4 separate regions of the Mus musculus genome follow, and regions 2, 3 and 4 are each linked to region 1. Evidence: chromatin contacts called from public Hi-C and HiChIP or PLAC-seq data. All regions are on one chromosome and are shown on one strand. The core of a region is the stretch at or near the end of the contact, and the rest is flanking DNA. Distances in the headings are between cores, read along the strand shown.

Region 1 (3,682 bases), core at 362-2,861:
GAGAGAAGGAGGGGGAGGGGGTCCCCAGGAAATGTATTAGAGGGAGGGGAGGGTCAGATGCGGTCAGTGGTTAGCAATGGCCGGTATACCCAAAGATTCACCAGGACAATCCAAGACAGAATGTGGCCACTCAGACTGCAGGGACTGCAAAGGGTGGGCAGCAGCCATGTCACCTGCCGAGCCAAACCACCTTGACCTCCAAGGCTCTGAATTCGAGCCACTGGCTGGGCCTTGAGTTCCGGCCTCATGTGTGGAAGCCACTCCCCATCTCATCAGCCCTTGTATTTCTCGGTGTCTTAAGAAGCCAGCACAACCATCGTCCTGGACAGAAGCTGACTTGGGGATTTTTCTCAAGGTCACAGAGATTCACGGACAGAATTGAGACTGAAGTTCTAACCTTAGGGGTTATTAGTAAATCATCTACAGAGGGTAAGGGGCATACAGTTACCTAGCTGGGATAACTAGTACAGTGGGTAATAGGTGGGCGGTTACATCGCAGGGATCGTTAGTACAACTGTAAGTAGATGACTGACATCCGTGGACAACTAAGATAAGGAGTGGCTGCATACACATCTATGGATGAGGAGCCCAGCAGCTCAGGGTGATTGGCTACGCATCTGTGGATACCTAGCACTAGTAGGGGTGACAGGTTAAACTCGCCCGGTGGGTATACTCGACCTGTGGCATATCCACGGACTAGTACAGCAAGGGACAGGTGGCTTGTCATCCTGTGGTAGATGAGTGGCATGGCTGCTGAGGCCTCCTCTAAACCTGAATCTCTCTCACTGTGTGCCTTGGGGAGGGCATCTCTTCCCTTTGAGCCTGAACCCTATGGGCTACTCACTGATGTGGCACCTGCTGTGTGCCTGAGAATACATTCATAGTGTGACCAGGGGCACTCGTGTTGGGTTCAGGAGTCTGGGTAACTGTTTGGAAGAGCACCCGCCATCTGGTGAATGGCTACCCACCTCTCCACAGGGAGACAAGACCTGGTAACAAACTGCACATTTTCCCACATTGATACCTGCTTCCAGACACTCTGCCCTGACGGGGAGACTAACGTGGCAGCTCCCTCCAAGGTCAGCCTCAGCACAGACCACGGAGCCGTGACCACCATGTGGCCACTTTTGTGGCCAAGCCTGAACCCAGTGAATCATCAATACACAGGATCCAGCCATGAGATTCCCTGAAAAGGGCTGGTAGCAAAACCAACAGACACATTAGAACCACGGAACAGGATGTCCTGGCTTCAGGGAACCCAGGTGGGACCCGATCCAAATAAGAAGCAACAGGGTTTTCAGAGTACCCCCTCCCACCCCACCCCACCCCCAGCTCCGAAAGGCACAGGCTGTGCTCGCCACTGTCCCTGAGAACAGCAGAAGCCAAGGCTGCAGAGAGGCTCTGGGAGCTCCTGGCCTGTGTTTTGGATCCAGCAGAAGTGGGCCGCAGTCATAGCTCATGCTCGCCCCCCCCACCCCCCGCCCCCTGCCACCACAAGCTTTCCAGCCACAGCCATGAGGTGACATCATGGGGTCAGGGGCTATAAACCGAACTCAGTCAGAAGAAGAGAAAGAATGGGAGAGGGTGGCCCTCAAACCCACTTCCTGTCTCCTGATCATCTGGTGATCTCCTGTGTCAGCTTCGGTTCCTTCCCCTCCCGCCAGCTTCCCTCCCTCCTTGCCAAAGCCACAGGCTCCCCTCCTCCACCACACTTGATCAGAACCAGGAAAGCGGCACCAGAGCAGGTCCCTCCACCTCCTAAGAATACCGGGACCCTCTCATTGGGAGCCAGCTTGGCCTCTGACATAGCTAGTGCATAGCCACAACCTGCAGACCACCCCAGTCTGCCCCCGAGCTGGTAGCTCCAAGGGGCAGGTGCTGCCCAGATGAAGTGAGACTGGGGTCCAGGTACTATCCTCTAAGTGACATGACATTGTCAACATTGCTCTGGGACATCCACACCCTTCTCTGGACCTCAGTTTCCCCAGCTGCCAAAGGAAAGGGTGGGTCTGGCTTCTGAGGTCCCAGACACAGATGGATGAAGGGGTGAGTCAGAGCGCAGGGCTGCGGTCTCACGTGGAAGCAGAACTTCGATGATTTCACGAGAGGCAGAGCACAGTCTCCTCTGGCGGAGCCCTTGCAGCTTCCCAAGTTAATCACCATGGGAACGATTATCTGGCCATCGGGCCATCCTCCTGCCCTCCTCGAAGCTCCATCCCGCCTTCACAAACCTAGAGGGGAATCTCCACAATTTACACAGACCATCAATCACACGCAAGCAAGATTTCTGTTTCAATAGCTGGGCATAAAGAAAGTAGCAAGAGTCGTTGGGGTTGAGCCTAACATGTCCAGCCCTTCTTCTGTCTCTGGGACACTGAGGTCTCAGAGTCACATCCCATTTCTATGATTTCTTTAAAAATTACACAAGCCATTATTCATCCATCCAGTGAGGATGGTCCCCGTCTTGCCTACCAAAGCAGGATTAGGCGCTAGAGATACGTCTCAAGAACTCTGTTACTTCCTACCTGGACCAGGGATGGCAGAGGGTCTAACCTATAACACCAGTCCCCTGAAGCCTCTCAGATCATCTCAGACCTCCCCAGAAAGCCCCCACTCATTCACAACAGCTCAGAGTACACATTAATAAGTCGAATATTTTCCTACGATCCCTCTCTGCTGCCTGAGAAAATGGCTACTGATCGTTCACCACCCTAGTTCATAAGTCATTCCAGATCATAGAGCCAGGCCCTGCTGCCCTCTGTTGGCCTCCTCATCTTCACGACTTTTCCAGACTGGGAAGGGGGGGTGGGGGGGGGGTCATTTGTCTACACTACAAAGCCTCGTGCTCTTCTGACAGCACATCCTATGTACTCATTATTTATTGCTGAGATCTCTGTGATTACAACACAGCCCAGCTGGAGTCCTGACAACAGGCAATTTGCAAGCCACCAGCCACGCCTTGAAGCCCAATCACATCCTCGCCCAAGTGTGTTCCGCTTAAAGATAGCACGTGAAGAAAGAGCAGCCTGTCAGGCCACCCCTCTGAGGCTTCCAAAGCCCTGGGTTCTCAGAACATGTCCAGCACGCATTGCCTCATGACCCCCTCTAAGGCTGAAGTCATGGAGAAAGTGCTCTCTAAGAGAGCAATGAGGACTGTCTCCAGCTGAACTATTCTATAAATGTCTGCGAGTCCCTCACCTCTCGCGGAACTCAGCCCTCACGGTGCACTTGGCTCTTGCTCGCACTGTGGAACCCAGCCCTGCTTCCCCCAACGCTGCCTCCTAAAGACAGAGCATCAACATTTTCCCTCTTGGCCGGCACTGTCCTGGCATGGGGAAGGGCCGATTTATGCATGTCAACTGCCATGTTGACAGACTGCTGGACAGAGGCATTGATCTGCCCTGACTGGGGTAAGAAGGGAGTGAGGAGGGCCAGCGGCCTGGGGCACCAGAGGTGTGGCCATGCTGTTGCTCTCTCCACGGGAATGAATCACTTCCAGATGCTGCCCTAGCACCTGGTGCCCAAAGCCACGGGCCCCATATCTGTGAGAATCCCTCCAGGCAGATGGCACGGCTAACAAAGGCGGTTTCTCCCATCATGACTGTGCTTGGCATGCTCAGAGAAACCACTCCCCAGTAGCTGGCAAGTCCTGGGACAGACCTCAAGGGTGAACTCCCTTGTC
Region 2 (3,682 bases), core at 725-3,224, 220 kb before region 1:
GGCCAGTGAGGCTCCAGTATGGCTGCTTACCTGGAGGAAGTTTGGCTGCTGGGTGTCCAGCCCCTGGTGAGTAGATCTCACCCTTGGAGCCTGGCTGGCACACCATGTGGTTTGTCACCAGGTGACTGTAGAGGATGTCCCTTGTGGTGGATATGAAGCCACAGTTGTGACAGACACCTGTAGGCCACACTGTTGTGGTCAGGTTCCTGGGGCTCAGGTTTAGCCCCAGAGACCCCATCCCGGCCCCCTCCAGCACACCTACCGCTGAGCGTGTCTGTGTGCACCTTGAGATGGCGTTCACAGTTGGCCTTGGTGGTGAAGGCCGACAGGCAGATGAGGCACACGAAGGGGCGCTCTCCTGGAACACAGAGATGGATCCCAGTGACAAGGAAGGAACACTGGCCCTTTTAGTTCGCATCAGTCATATGCCGCCCAGCGTCAAGTACACACCCAGCCTTTTATTAAGTGTGCATATAGCCACAGGTAAGCCTTGCGCTAGGCTGTGGAGGGACGGGGAACTGCATAGCACATGGTGGCAGAGCAAGCTTTCCTGACCACCAGTCCAGTGCAGGGCCTGGCTTGGCCAGGGCAGGCACGGGGCACTCACCACTGTGGCTGCGCATGTGGATCTCCAGCGAGCTGGCGCTGGGGCAGCTCTTTCGGCACTGGGGGAAGGGGCAGACACGCTCATTGGGGTAGGTCTCTTTGGGTTTCTCTTCCGTCGCCGAGACAGGAGAGCCTGCACGCTGGCGGCTGGCACAGTAGTAGAGCAGGTGGGCTTGCAGGTTCCGCTCACTACGGTACCAGATCCCGCAGTCTTTGCAGGGGAAGACGTCCTCTGGTAGGGGTACAAGTGGGGGTGAGGTACTGACTGGATGAGGAAGGGCCTGGCCTTGACAGCTCCAGGCTGAGGTACTGGCTTTTGGTGGCTTAGCTCTCCTTTCATTGTGTCCCTGAAGGCCCCGTCTAATCGTAGGACCCACCCAGGCACTGGGGATTCTCCTGTCCCTGCACAGGGGACATGAGGACTCAGCTCCTACTGCTGCCTTTAGGCATATATTACACCCATGCCTGCCACCACCTTCTCTTTCTACTTCTCAGGGGGCCCGCACCAGGTCCCTTGGGGCTGAGCCCTTCCTATGGTAGCAGGCCATGTACAATCTAGCACTCGGGTCACTCTGCATCAGCTGGGTACTGTCCTTCAGTTCAGTGTCTTACTGGAGCATAATTTATCCCCTGCCCCCCCCTCCCCGTGTGTGTAAACTGGACCTTTTGCATGCTGACCACCCCCCCCCCCAGGATCTGCCCTAACCTTTGACTTGAGTGTCAACCAAAGTCTGCCCCTGGGAGTCACATACTTACTGTTGATGACTGCGGTAGCAAGGATGGATGCCATGCCAGCCTGCTGGGGCAGCAGCTGGATGTCGGTGTGCACTGGGGCCAAGCCTCCAGGTTCTACTGGTTCCTGCACAGGGTGTCTGGGAGCACCATGGGGCTCGGTGACAAGGCGCACATATAGCAGTCCACCAGAAGGCACCACTTTGGTAACCCTGCACCAGAGGGCGTCATCTGTAGGGTACAGGCACTTGTGATGATCCTGGGCCTTTAATGGGGGTGCTTCCCTTTGTCTCCCACCCTGGGGCCCTGCTGTATGGCCAGGGATGACTGAGTCTGGGCAAAAGGCAGGAAGTGGCTGCATTCAGGCTCACGTTCGTGGCTGGCTGGATTTGTGGTGTGCTATCCTGTGTCTGAGGCAAGGATTGGGGGAGCTTACATCTCCAGTAAAAGGGTAGACATGGGCAGGGATATATGAGGGGGTTGTATGTAATCACTATCACTTGGCTGGGGTAGAGGGGTGTCCTAACGCATTGGGCTCCAGAACAGGCAGGTTTTCAATCTGTTGGGCATGGGCCTGGTGCTGTTCCCACAGTAGCCTGTAGAGGGCAGCCTCAATCCACAAAAACCCAGGTGTCCTGGGCCAGCAGTTCTGCCACATGGCCTGGAACCCTGTGAGCTGTGAGTAGGGACACTTCTGGCCTCAGTCTCAAGCCAGTGGCCACTCCCAGCAGAAAGTGGGAAAAGAAAAGGGAGTATGTATGTTCTAAGGTGGCAGTAGGAGCTGAGCTGCAGGGTAGAGCCTGTGTAAGTCCCATTATGGGCCAAGTGATACAGGAAAAATCAAGCGACAATGTCCACAGGATTCCTGTGGTCACTGTGACCCTGTCTGCAGGCCCCACCCAGATCAGGTCATGTTTATCAGTATCATCCCTATAAGGGCCTCTGTCTTCTGTGGATGGCACACTTGGGCAGAACTGTGTTGTAGAAGCCTATGGGCAGGTCAGTCCTGGTGGTGCAAGCACATGGCTGACGGCTTGCCAACATCCAATCTGGTGTTGGGGCGTGTTCCTTTCTAGTGCAGGCTGCCTTCAGTGGTCCCCGGAAGCTCTTCTTGCTCAGTCTCCCCCTAAGCCCACGTAGAGAAGCAGAGCTCTCAGTGGCTGTGGAGGGCCCAGGGTGGCCCCTCTAGCCCTTGTGTTCAGTGGCTGTGGAGGGCCCAGGGTGGTCCCTCTAGCTCTTGTGTTCAGTGGCTGTGGAGGGCCCAGGGTGGCCCCTCTAGCCCTTGTGTTCAGTGGCTGTGGAGGGCCCAGGGTGGCCCCTCTAGCCCTTGTGTTCAGTGGCTGTGGAGGGCCCAGGGTGGCCCCTCTAGCCCTTGTGTTCAGTGGCTGTGGAGGGCCCAGGGTGGCCCCTCTAGCCCTTGTGTTCAGTGGCTGTGGAGGGCCCAGGGTGGTCCCTCTAGCTCTTGTGTTCAGTGGCTGTGGAGGGCCCAGGGTGGTCCCTCTAGCTCTTGTGTTCAGGGGCTGGCTGTAGAGGGCCCAGGGTGGTCCCTCTAGCTCTTGTGTCAGTGGTTATGATTCGCATGGGATTGCAGCTCCAAAGGTTGTCCATCATCCTCTCAGATGGGGTTCAGGGTGCTCTCTCAGGCAGTTTGATTGTTACCCAGATAAGCTGGTGTCCCTTTAAGAGCTGGACCAGTCAGAACCAAGTGACCCTGCCTTCTGAAAGACCTTAGCGGGGAGGGAGGCAGGCATGAGATACAGACCCTTCCTGTAGATCTCTGAGTTGGCGGCTTCTTCAGTTAGGACCTGGGGCAGCATCCTTAGCCAGCAGCTCTCATCCACCATCAGGGTCACAGCTGGGCCCTAGAGAAGAGTGGAGATGGGAAAGGCTCAGTCTATATAGGATGCCGAGTGGGGGGCTTTGCTCTGTTGTGTAGTGGTGGTCAGCAGCCTGGTAGCTCATAGCAGTAGGACTTGTGTAGTTCAAACACTATGATAACTGGAGGCATGGCAGGGAGCTGTGCATTCCCAGGCTATGCATTGGTCTCTGTTGGGAACAAAGGTCTAGAGCTGTCAAGCACTGAATCTATAGAGCCTGCTGATGTGTGTTCTCTTTCTGTGACAGCAGAGCTGCTGGCACCAAGGGTATGGCCCATACCACGCAACTGCTAGATTCCTGCAAGGAACTGAGAAAGGGAGGGAGGGAGGGAGAGAGGGAGAGAGGGAGGGAGAGAGGGAGAGAGGGAGAGAGGGAGAGCACGAGCCCATGTCTCTGTACAGTAGAGCTTTCCTTTCTGGTGCAGGGTGGAACTTTTGGCCCTGTCCGTTCATTGAGAGCACTGTCC
Region 3 (3,682 bases), core at 484-2,983, 150 kb before region 1:
GGCACCCAGAGGTACCAAGACAGGACAGGTTGGCTGATCATCGGGGCTGGGTAGGTCTCTGTAGGAGGAAGGTGCTAGTGGCTTACTAGGCTTGACTCTGGTCTCAGGGTCTTCCTGGGGCATCGGCTCAAGGTCACTGGGAGTAGGTGTGGCTTGAGGCCTGGTGGAGAAGACACATGCGGCCAGGTCTCTATTGGAGGGAGCGGGATTCTCCTGGCTAAACAATGGCTGTGGGCTGGCGGCCTTCTCTGGGCTTCTCTCTGCAGGCTCCTTCTGGAGAGGGCAAGCCTTCTGGATTGGAAGCAAGGATGTGCTATCAGGGTCGGTGGGGCTGGTGGAGAACAGTGCTTGTCTCCTAAGGCCCCGGGCTGCTCTGTTCCCCTGGCGTGGCCTTCTGCCCCTGGCCGGCCTAGCTTCCAAATGGGCACTGACCTTGTTGAGTGCATCTGGGTCCTCCAGGCTCCTCCAGCTTTTTGGCTGGAGTCTGTTGGCTTGACCCTGGCCCTTGATCTTTTCAGGTTGACTAGGCGAGCCAAGACGTCCATCTGCCTTGGACCTCAGCTGCTTCTGGATGTTTGCAGGAAGAGCTGACACGTTTACAGCCCTTGAGGAGTCCTCTTTCATACGGGCCCCTCCTGTCACTGAGGGGTCCCCAGACTGAAGGCCCTGGGCGTTCTCTCTGCTCTTGGCTGTAGCATCCAGGACCTGACGCAGAGGAAAGGAACAGCAGGCTGGGTCCTGGCGCCTCTGTCCAATGCTGGCACTGGGCTCCCAGGGAGGATCTGGCACGGGATGAGACCAAGCCCTACCACCACTTTGAAGGGTGGATTGTGGAGAGGTCCCTGCAGGTGCAGACGCCCCCTTAAAGTCCAGGTCCTTGGCAATAGGCTTGTTAAGCACAGCTCCTATAGAACTCCCTGCCTGGTCTTCAGAGTGACCCTTAGAGCCATGGCTGAGACTGGCACTTGGAAGGGAGGTGACTTCCTCATCACCCTTAAGTATCAAGTTGGGTTCTAGGGCCGGGTGGGCACTGGGGCTGTTGAATCCTTCCAGTGCAGGGGAAGTTGGGCAGGGCTCCTGGGCCTCACAGAATGGGTCTAGAGAATGTCCTCTTGTGTGTTTACCAGGAAGCAGCGGTGGGGCATTCGAGTTCTGGGTCCCAGGGGCTTCATTATTTTTAGGAAACAAAAGCCCATGCTTCGGGCTGTCCTTGGCTAAACTCCCAGCATGCAGCAAGGCCACCTGTTGGTTGCTGGAGTCAGGCAGGCGGTCACTTAGGGGGATCTGACTGTCTGCGTCGGGGATAATGGTCTCCCGAGTTCTCTGAAGACCGAGTGTGAATCCTTCCAGGCTGAGGGGAGCCCCGCATCCTGGGTTCTCCTGGATACCACAGGGAGGTGCTGCTTTTTCTGTGTGGCAGGAAGCTGGGTAGGGCCACTGTTTCTGGGGGTTCTTCAGGGCCCTTTCCTGATGTGAACTTGATCCCTCAAGACCTGTAATGTCTTCTGCTGGCTCCCTCTGGGCTGAGGTGGCTGGATTTGTGGGTAGAAGGGAGGCCTGCTTTGGGCTTGTGTCCATCTTGCCTTCCTGTGTAGCTTCCTCCGGTTCTCCCGAGGTGCCCACTGTGCTCCCTTCCCCCTGCAGTTGGCTTTCTAATTCAGTCACCAATCTTTTGATCTCCAGTTCGTCCTCACACAGATTGCTACATTCACTTCCCTTTTCAGGCACAGCGGGAGGGCGGGGAGGCACCGTCTGTTCCGAGGGACACTGCTTGCTGACTGTCTTTCCCTTGGAGAGACCAGGAAAGGAGCCAGGCAGCACCGGAGAAATTTCCTCCAGCAGCAAGAATGGCGGGTACAGAGGATCTGCCAGAGGTTTCTTAGGGAGAGGGTCAGGACCTGCCAGTGGTCCGTGGGTGACCCTGTTTGCTGACAAGTTGTCATAGAGTGGTGGGTCAAATCCGTCCTCAGGCAGCCCTGCAAACAGGGATGTGGACTCTAAGGTCAGTGGCGAATGCACCTTCCCTGGGTCTGTTTCAACTGGGTAGGGTGGACTCTTGGATGGTGTTGACTCAAGGGTCTCCATACTGTCCTGGCTAAGGTAGCAGCTTCGGGCAGGCAACGGGTCCATAGCTAAAGGCTTGGTGTACAGATCGTCAGGGAAACAGTAGGCTAGGTCCTTGGATCCAAGGAACAATTCACAGGTGTCACTGTTAGGCAGGGATCCTCTTTTGGCAGCTGGACACTCTAGAGAGCGCCTGTCACAGTGGTCAGGGTCACAACCAGGACTCGAGTTCTTGAAAACCGGGAGGCTGGATTCAGTGTAGAACATGTCTGCCAGCTTATCGATGGGTACCAGGCACCTTCCAGGCTGGGAGGCAGAGTCCTCTCTGGTATGCAAAGTCGGGGGCTTCATGCATCCAGAAGTGCCCAGAAGACAGCCTGCATCTGGTACTGGCACGCTGTTTCCCGATAGTGTTTCAGGGTGGCTCCCTGATGGACTGCCAGCCCGTGCTGGCACTGGAGCAGCGGGTCTGGGGCTTTCCCCACCACAGTGAGCTGGAGAACTGGGTCTCTCTCTGAGCTCAGTGGTATCAGCAGCAACTTCAGGCTTCTCGCCCTCCTGGGGGAAGTCCAGGGCTGCATGGTTTTTCTCCTGGGTCTTGGTGGTGGCGAGGACCCGGGGAGGATGTTTTGGGGCTATTATGGGATGGCCACGATGCTCAAGTCCTCTTTCCACAGAGACTTCTCCAGCTTCCGAACTCGGCAACAGGCTTTGAGTCCTTGGAGTGGGAGAGCCCCCATTTTCACCAGCCTCCTGCCGCATGACCTTCCTTGGGTTCTGGGTCAAATCTTCTTTCTTCCTCTTCTTGCCCTGGCGCCACCGTTGGCGGCTGTGGGGGGAACAGCCTTGGGCAGGACCCCCCAAATCCCGCCGCTGCTGCATACCAGCCTCTTCCTCAGATTCAGAGGCACAGCCTTGCCCGCTGAGCCTGCCCTCCTGGGTGCTAGGTGGTCTTCCAGGCAGCGGGGGGACATGGGAGACTTGGTTCCGTGGTGCCTGCTGCCCGTGGCGCCTGTTTTTCTGCCGCACTATCTTGTGGATGAGTTCCTTGCTCCAGGAGCCGCCCCGCCCCCTCCTCTTCCTGGAGTCCTTCCCAGAGGGCAGCTGCAGGTGCTTGGAGCTCCTCGTCTCTTTGGAGGTGGCTCTGGAGATGCTGTGATCTGCACGAGCGTGGCCCTTGCGAGTCTGACTTTTGCGAGCCTGGGGCCGGGGATGCTCTGCACTGTGACCCTTCTTTCTTGGCCTCAGGCAGATGGCTTTGGCCTGACTGTTAGTACCCTTGGCCATACCGGGCTCTTTCCGAAACAACTTGAATTGCTTCCCTCTCCTCTGCTGCCTGACCAGGGTGGTCGCATCTGCCTGTACAGATGCAAGGCCCAGGGAACGGGTTTTGGGCCTGTTTCGGGCTGGGTGGCTCCTGTTTCCAGTGCAGGGGGCTTGGGGTTCTGGCACAGCAGCTTTGGATGGGAGCTGGGGCTGGGTACCATTCTTGGAAATTGATCCCACCTGATTGTTGAGGGGATGCCCAGTGCTGGGCCCCCTGGAGCCTGAAGGCTCCTCATCAGCAAAGACATCAATGAAGCTGCTGTCTATCTCAGGATTATCTGATTGGTACTCC
Region 4 (3,682 bases), core at 841-3,340, 130 kb before region 1:
CTGTTGTTATGTGGGTTTGTGGTCCTGATGCTGTGGCTCCTCAGAACATAGACGGCAGCATGGCTAGGAGCAAGTCCTTAGTCTACCAGGACCGGGTGAGCCTGCATCAGGAGGAAGCTCCGGGAGGCAGGAACAGGGTCACTGTTGTGCTCCTGGTGTTTGACAGTGTCCAGCAGATGGTTGTCACTTACCCACACATTCTATATCTGTACACACAGAGAAACATACATATACACACACTACACCACACACATTCCCTACACACACATACACACATATACTACACACACATTCACTACACACATACTACACACATGCTACACACACACACACACACCACAACATACCATACACACATTCATTACACACACACACAACACACATACTACATATACTACACACACTACACATACACAACACACACACACACACTACACACATACACACTACACACACACTACATACATACACATTACACACCCACTACACACACTACATACACATACATTACACACCCACTATATACACTCACACTATACACACACATATGTGCATACATACATACATACATACATACACACACACACACACACACACACACACACACACACACACACCATACTACACCACATACACTTTTCAATTTGTTTGTTCTTTTGTGTTTTTTTCTTGTAGCCCTGTCTGTCCTGGAACTCACTCTGTAGTGAGGCTGACCTCAAACTCAGAGATCCACCTGTCTCTGCCTCCCAAGTGCTGGAACTAAAGGTATGTGCCACCATCGCCCAGCTACTTTTTTTTAAGAGGCTGCTCGGGACTGCCATGGTCTGCCCTCCTGATGCCACTGTTCTCAGGACTGAGAAGAAGGACTGCTGTGACATAGCCTTGGTCTCCCCGGAGGCCACCTGGCCTGGAGGTCCCATGACCCACAGCAGCCCAGATGGAGCTCCTTCTTGGCCTGGCTGGCAGGCCGGAGGGTAATCCCAGGGATGCCGAGGCTCAGGCTGGGCCCTGGCCTGTCTGTGACCTATCTCTCTCTTCCATCTGGAAGAGCAGCTGCTGTCTCGGCTGGCTGGTCCCTCAGCCAGGCTGGGAGCTACTGTACTGGGTGTGTGGAGCTTTCTGATTGCTGGTGATGGTGCTGTAGGGATGTGAAGCCTCAGAGGGTTGTGTCTAAGGGTCAGTCATCCATCATCCATCTATCCCCTGAAGGGCTGGAAGCTCATGGTCACCCCCTAGCTCTAGTCCTGCGAGGGTAGGACTAGAACCTAACACAGGTTCCCAAGCCCAGAAGCCAGGCTCTGTGGCCTCGTGGCCTCAGCAATGGCCCTGGAACACAGTGACAGAAGTGCTCGCCTACATGTCACTTTGACCCCATGATCCACTGCCATATCTGTGTGGACTCCTGCATTAATCCCCACGGAGGCAGCAGCAATGACATGATCCTTGGGTCCCTGGAAAAGAATCCAGGTCCAGAGAAGTACAATAGTGAATGACACAGCACAGGGCCACCCGGGCAGGGCCACCATGCCTCTGCCACCAGAGGCCAAAACAGGGACTTGGAGGTGTCTTTCCTACCACATGCTCATGTCCCAGACTTCCGTCCATCTGTCCATCTGCTGAGCTCAGGGCCATGTGGGGAAGGGGGCTACTGCCCGGGGTCCTGACTTCCACTGACTCATCCTGAGACTTGGGTGAGGGGAAAGGTGATGGCAGCTGCTGTAGTTACCCTCAAGGCACTGACCATCAGGTGTATAAATATGGGCAGTTCAGACATCATGGATACTGTGGACATTAGGATCCTGTGTCCACGGGAGGGCAAGTATCTCTGCATGCCACCACCCCTCAGAGGCTCACCGCCATCTGTGGCCCCCAGATCCCTGTGGAGGGCCCCTCACCCAAGCCTGTTTCAATCTCTAGTACTGCCATCTTCCAACCTGGTGACACTACAGGGAACATCATGTGGCCACCAAGGGTGTGTGGCACCTCGTACTAAGACATGGACTGTGTCCCCATCCCAGAACCCAGGCTAGTCCCTGACTGGTTGTGATCTACATACATAGAAGGAAGTGACATCCTGAGAGTTTGGAAGGAAGTGACATCATGAGTCTGGAAGGAAGTGACATCATGAGTCTGGGCCTTGGAGCTTTGCTGTTCCTCCTTATCTAGAGGGAGGGAAGTGGGGGGTGGTGCTGGCATTCCCCCAGATGCCCCCAGGGGGTTGAGCCCAGAATTCAATTGCCAACTAAAGCAGCCCCCATGTGTAGCTGGGTAAGAACGCAGAAATCTAGAAGTGCCGAGACTGAGAAGCTGCCGGTCGGTGGCTATGCTATGTATCTGTGTGGCAGCCATCTCTGATGGTGAGAGACTCCTTGAAGGTGGCATGCTAGGGATTGAAGCAGGCGTGGGTGAGGGGGCTCTCTGCAAGGGTCTGGGGGGCCACAGATGGCCAGAAATCACAGTAAACATGAGAGTAAGACAGGGCCAGTGGCAAAGCAGATGGCTACTCTCCTGTGGGCTCAACAGACACAGGAGCCTGACATCGGCATTGCCTACGATATCTGCACTGCCATGAGAGTCAACCTGGTCATGGGGATCAGACTCAATGCCAAATGCTGGCATCTGCTCCAAGGGCTCTGTACCTACTCTGAGGCCCCTCCTCCAGGGTGTGAGCACAGGGATAGCGCTGAGGAGGACCCAGTGCCCACTGCCACTTCAAAGAGCTGGAGGCCTCAGAGCCAGGCTGCCGATGAACGGATCACACGCAGGTGCTGGGATGAAAGGCCCCGCTGAGCACCGGACCCTCTTCCTGTGAGTTCTTTATAGACAGAAAGTCCGTGCCTGTGTTTGATCTTCTCTAACAGGCTCTGTATCTGCCTAAGGAAGGCTCTGGTCAGCCAGCTTCTGGGCATCCTATGGCCCCTGGAACAGCCTCTGGCAGGGTGCACAAGGGGCAGGTACAGCACTCTGATCCCCAGGTACCTGTGCTCAGTGGGAGACAAGCACAGGCACCTATACTACTGTTGACTTTGGTGCCCACTCCCACACAGAGCTCCCATAGGTCTGTGGCACAGAGTCCCAGGGCTCTCCAGTAGGGACTCCCAACTCTCAGGCCATGGAATCTTCGTTCAAATCTCCTGTCTCACAGAGGACTGCCCACCTACTAAGCAGTTTTAAAAATCACCTATCCCTCTGTCATCTGTGCATGTATCAACTCTAGCCATCTGTCTGTCTATCCACTGAGCATCTACGTTAACACATGCCCTCATGAATGTCTTCCTATCACCTGCCTTCCTCATGCTGTCCTTCAGTTTGCCTACCTCATAGACCAAAGTCATGCATTCCCATGTGTATTAATACCAAATTTGCGCCCACTGGATGGCCAATGTTGCCAATCTGGCAGAGGCATGCCCTTGCCCTCTGGCCCCCAGAGCTTGATTCCCCACCCAGCCTTTCTTCCCCACTATTGTGTCTTTCCTGCCAGTCACCATCGTCAAGACAACAGGCTTAGAGATCTGTGGACAAAGGTGAGTAGAGGGTGGGCACACCCACTCCGGAGCCCTGGAAGGGGCTGATTACACAGCAGGTCTCAGGAATAGAAATGGAGCTGGCTGCAGAAGAGCTCATCCATCATAGATTAGGTGATTGGATGGGGCACATGGTCTCCGAGCTACCCTGAAGAGCA

Evidence for each region. Hi-C and Micro-C count contacts between places; a contact is called where the count stands out from the background. HiChIP or PLAC-seq counts read pairs in DNA pulled down with a chosen protein or histone mark.
Region 2: a Hi-C map of the C2C12 cell line shows a contact between it and region 1, with 2.6 times the contacts expected there. The contact joins two enhancer-like sites. A contact is called at or near these places in 1 of 15 datasets of contacts at CTCF or cohesin (embryonic stem cells), 9 of 484 Hi-C or Micro-C datasets (the C2C12 cell line, cerebellum and embryonic stem cells), 3 of 115 datasets of contacts at active chromatin or transcription factors (bone marrow-derived macrophages, cardiomyocytes and embryonic stem cells) and 1 of 9 other capture datasets (pancreatic islet).
Region 3: a contact with region 1 is called in an H3K4me3 HiChIP or PLAC-seq map of bone marrow-derived macrophages, with 3 times the contacts expected there. The contact joins two enhancer-like sites. A contact is called at or near these places in 4 of 39 promoter capture datasets (the 3T3-L1 cell line, frontonasal cranial neural crest and trophoblast stem cells), 1 of 15 datasets of contacts at CTCF or cohesin (embryonic stem cells), 15 of 484 Hi-C or Micro-C datasets (bone marrow-derived macrophages, differentiating embryonic stem cells, embryonic stem cells and 2 more), 7 of 115 datasets of contacts at active chromatin or transcription factors (T-cell acute lymphoblastic leukemia, bone marrow-derived macrophages and embryonic stem cells) and 2 of 9 other capture datasets (adipose tissue and embryonic stem cells).
Region 4: an H3K4me3 HiChIP or PLAC-seq map of bone marrow-derived macrophages shows a contact between it and region 1, with 3 times the contacts expected there. The contact joins two enhancer-like sites. A contact is called at or near these places in 6 of 484 Hi-C or Micro-C datasets (the MC38 cell line, bone marrow-derived macrophages, nephron progenitors and 2 more), 3 of 115 datasets of contacts at active chromatin or transcription factors (the 3134 cell line, bone marrow-derived macrophages and embryonic stem cells) and 1 of 9 other capture datasets (adipose tissue).

What each region holds. Positions count from the first base shown.
Region 1 is chr8:122,110,365-122,114,046 of GRCm38.p6, reverse strand. It overlaps a transcript of Zfp469 not described here. Among named protein-coding and RNA genes, the nearest start is that of Gm34413, 17 kb to the right of the region's middle. Within about 2 kb of position 1,611, at least 113 of the 459 cell types and tissues checked have an H3K27ac peak or open chromatin away from gene starts, as enhancers often do. A contact at or near this core is called in the C2C12 cell line and bone marrow-derived macrophages, where this site is marked.
Region 2 is chr8:122,331,608-122,335,289 of GRCm38.p6, reverse strand. Zfpm1 (zinc finger protein, multitype 1) reads right to left here. Exons shown (of 10, transcript NM_009569.4): 5 at 3,101-3,200; 6 at 1,363-1,569; 7 at 608-838; 8 at 263-358; 9 at 31-177. Among named protein-coding and RNA genes, the nearest start is that of Gm46056, 11 kb to the left of the region's middle. Within about 2 kb of position 1,974, at least 25 of the 459 cell types and tissues checked have an H3K27ac peak or open chromatin away from gene starts, as enhancers often do. A contact at or near this core is called in the C2C12 cell line and bone marrow-derived macrophages, where this site is marked.
Region 3 is chr8:122,262,457-122,266,138 of GRCm38.p6, reverse strand. It overlaps Zfp469 (zinc finger protein 469), which reads right to left. Exons shown (of 3, transcript NM_001362883.1): 3 at 1-3,682. Among named protein-coding and RNA genes, the nearest start is that of Zfpm1, 18 kb to the left of the region's middle. Within about 2 kb of position 1,733, at least 25 of the 459 cell types and tissues checked have an H3K27ac peak or open chromatin away from gene starts, as enhancers often do. A contact at or near this core is called in bone marrow-derived macrophages, where this site is marked.
Region 4 is chr8:122,240,844-122,244,525 of GRCm38.p6, reverse strand. All of the region lies in intron 1 of Zfp469 (zinc finger protein 469), which reads right to left. Among named protein-coding and RNA genes, the nearest start is that of Zfp469, 12 kb to the right of the region's middle. Within about 2 kb of position 2,090, at least 8 of the 459 cell types and tissues checked have an H3K27ac peak or open chromatin away from gene starts, as enhancers often do. A contact at or near this core is called in bone marrow-derived macrophages, where this site is marked.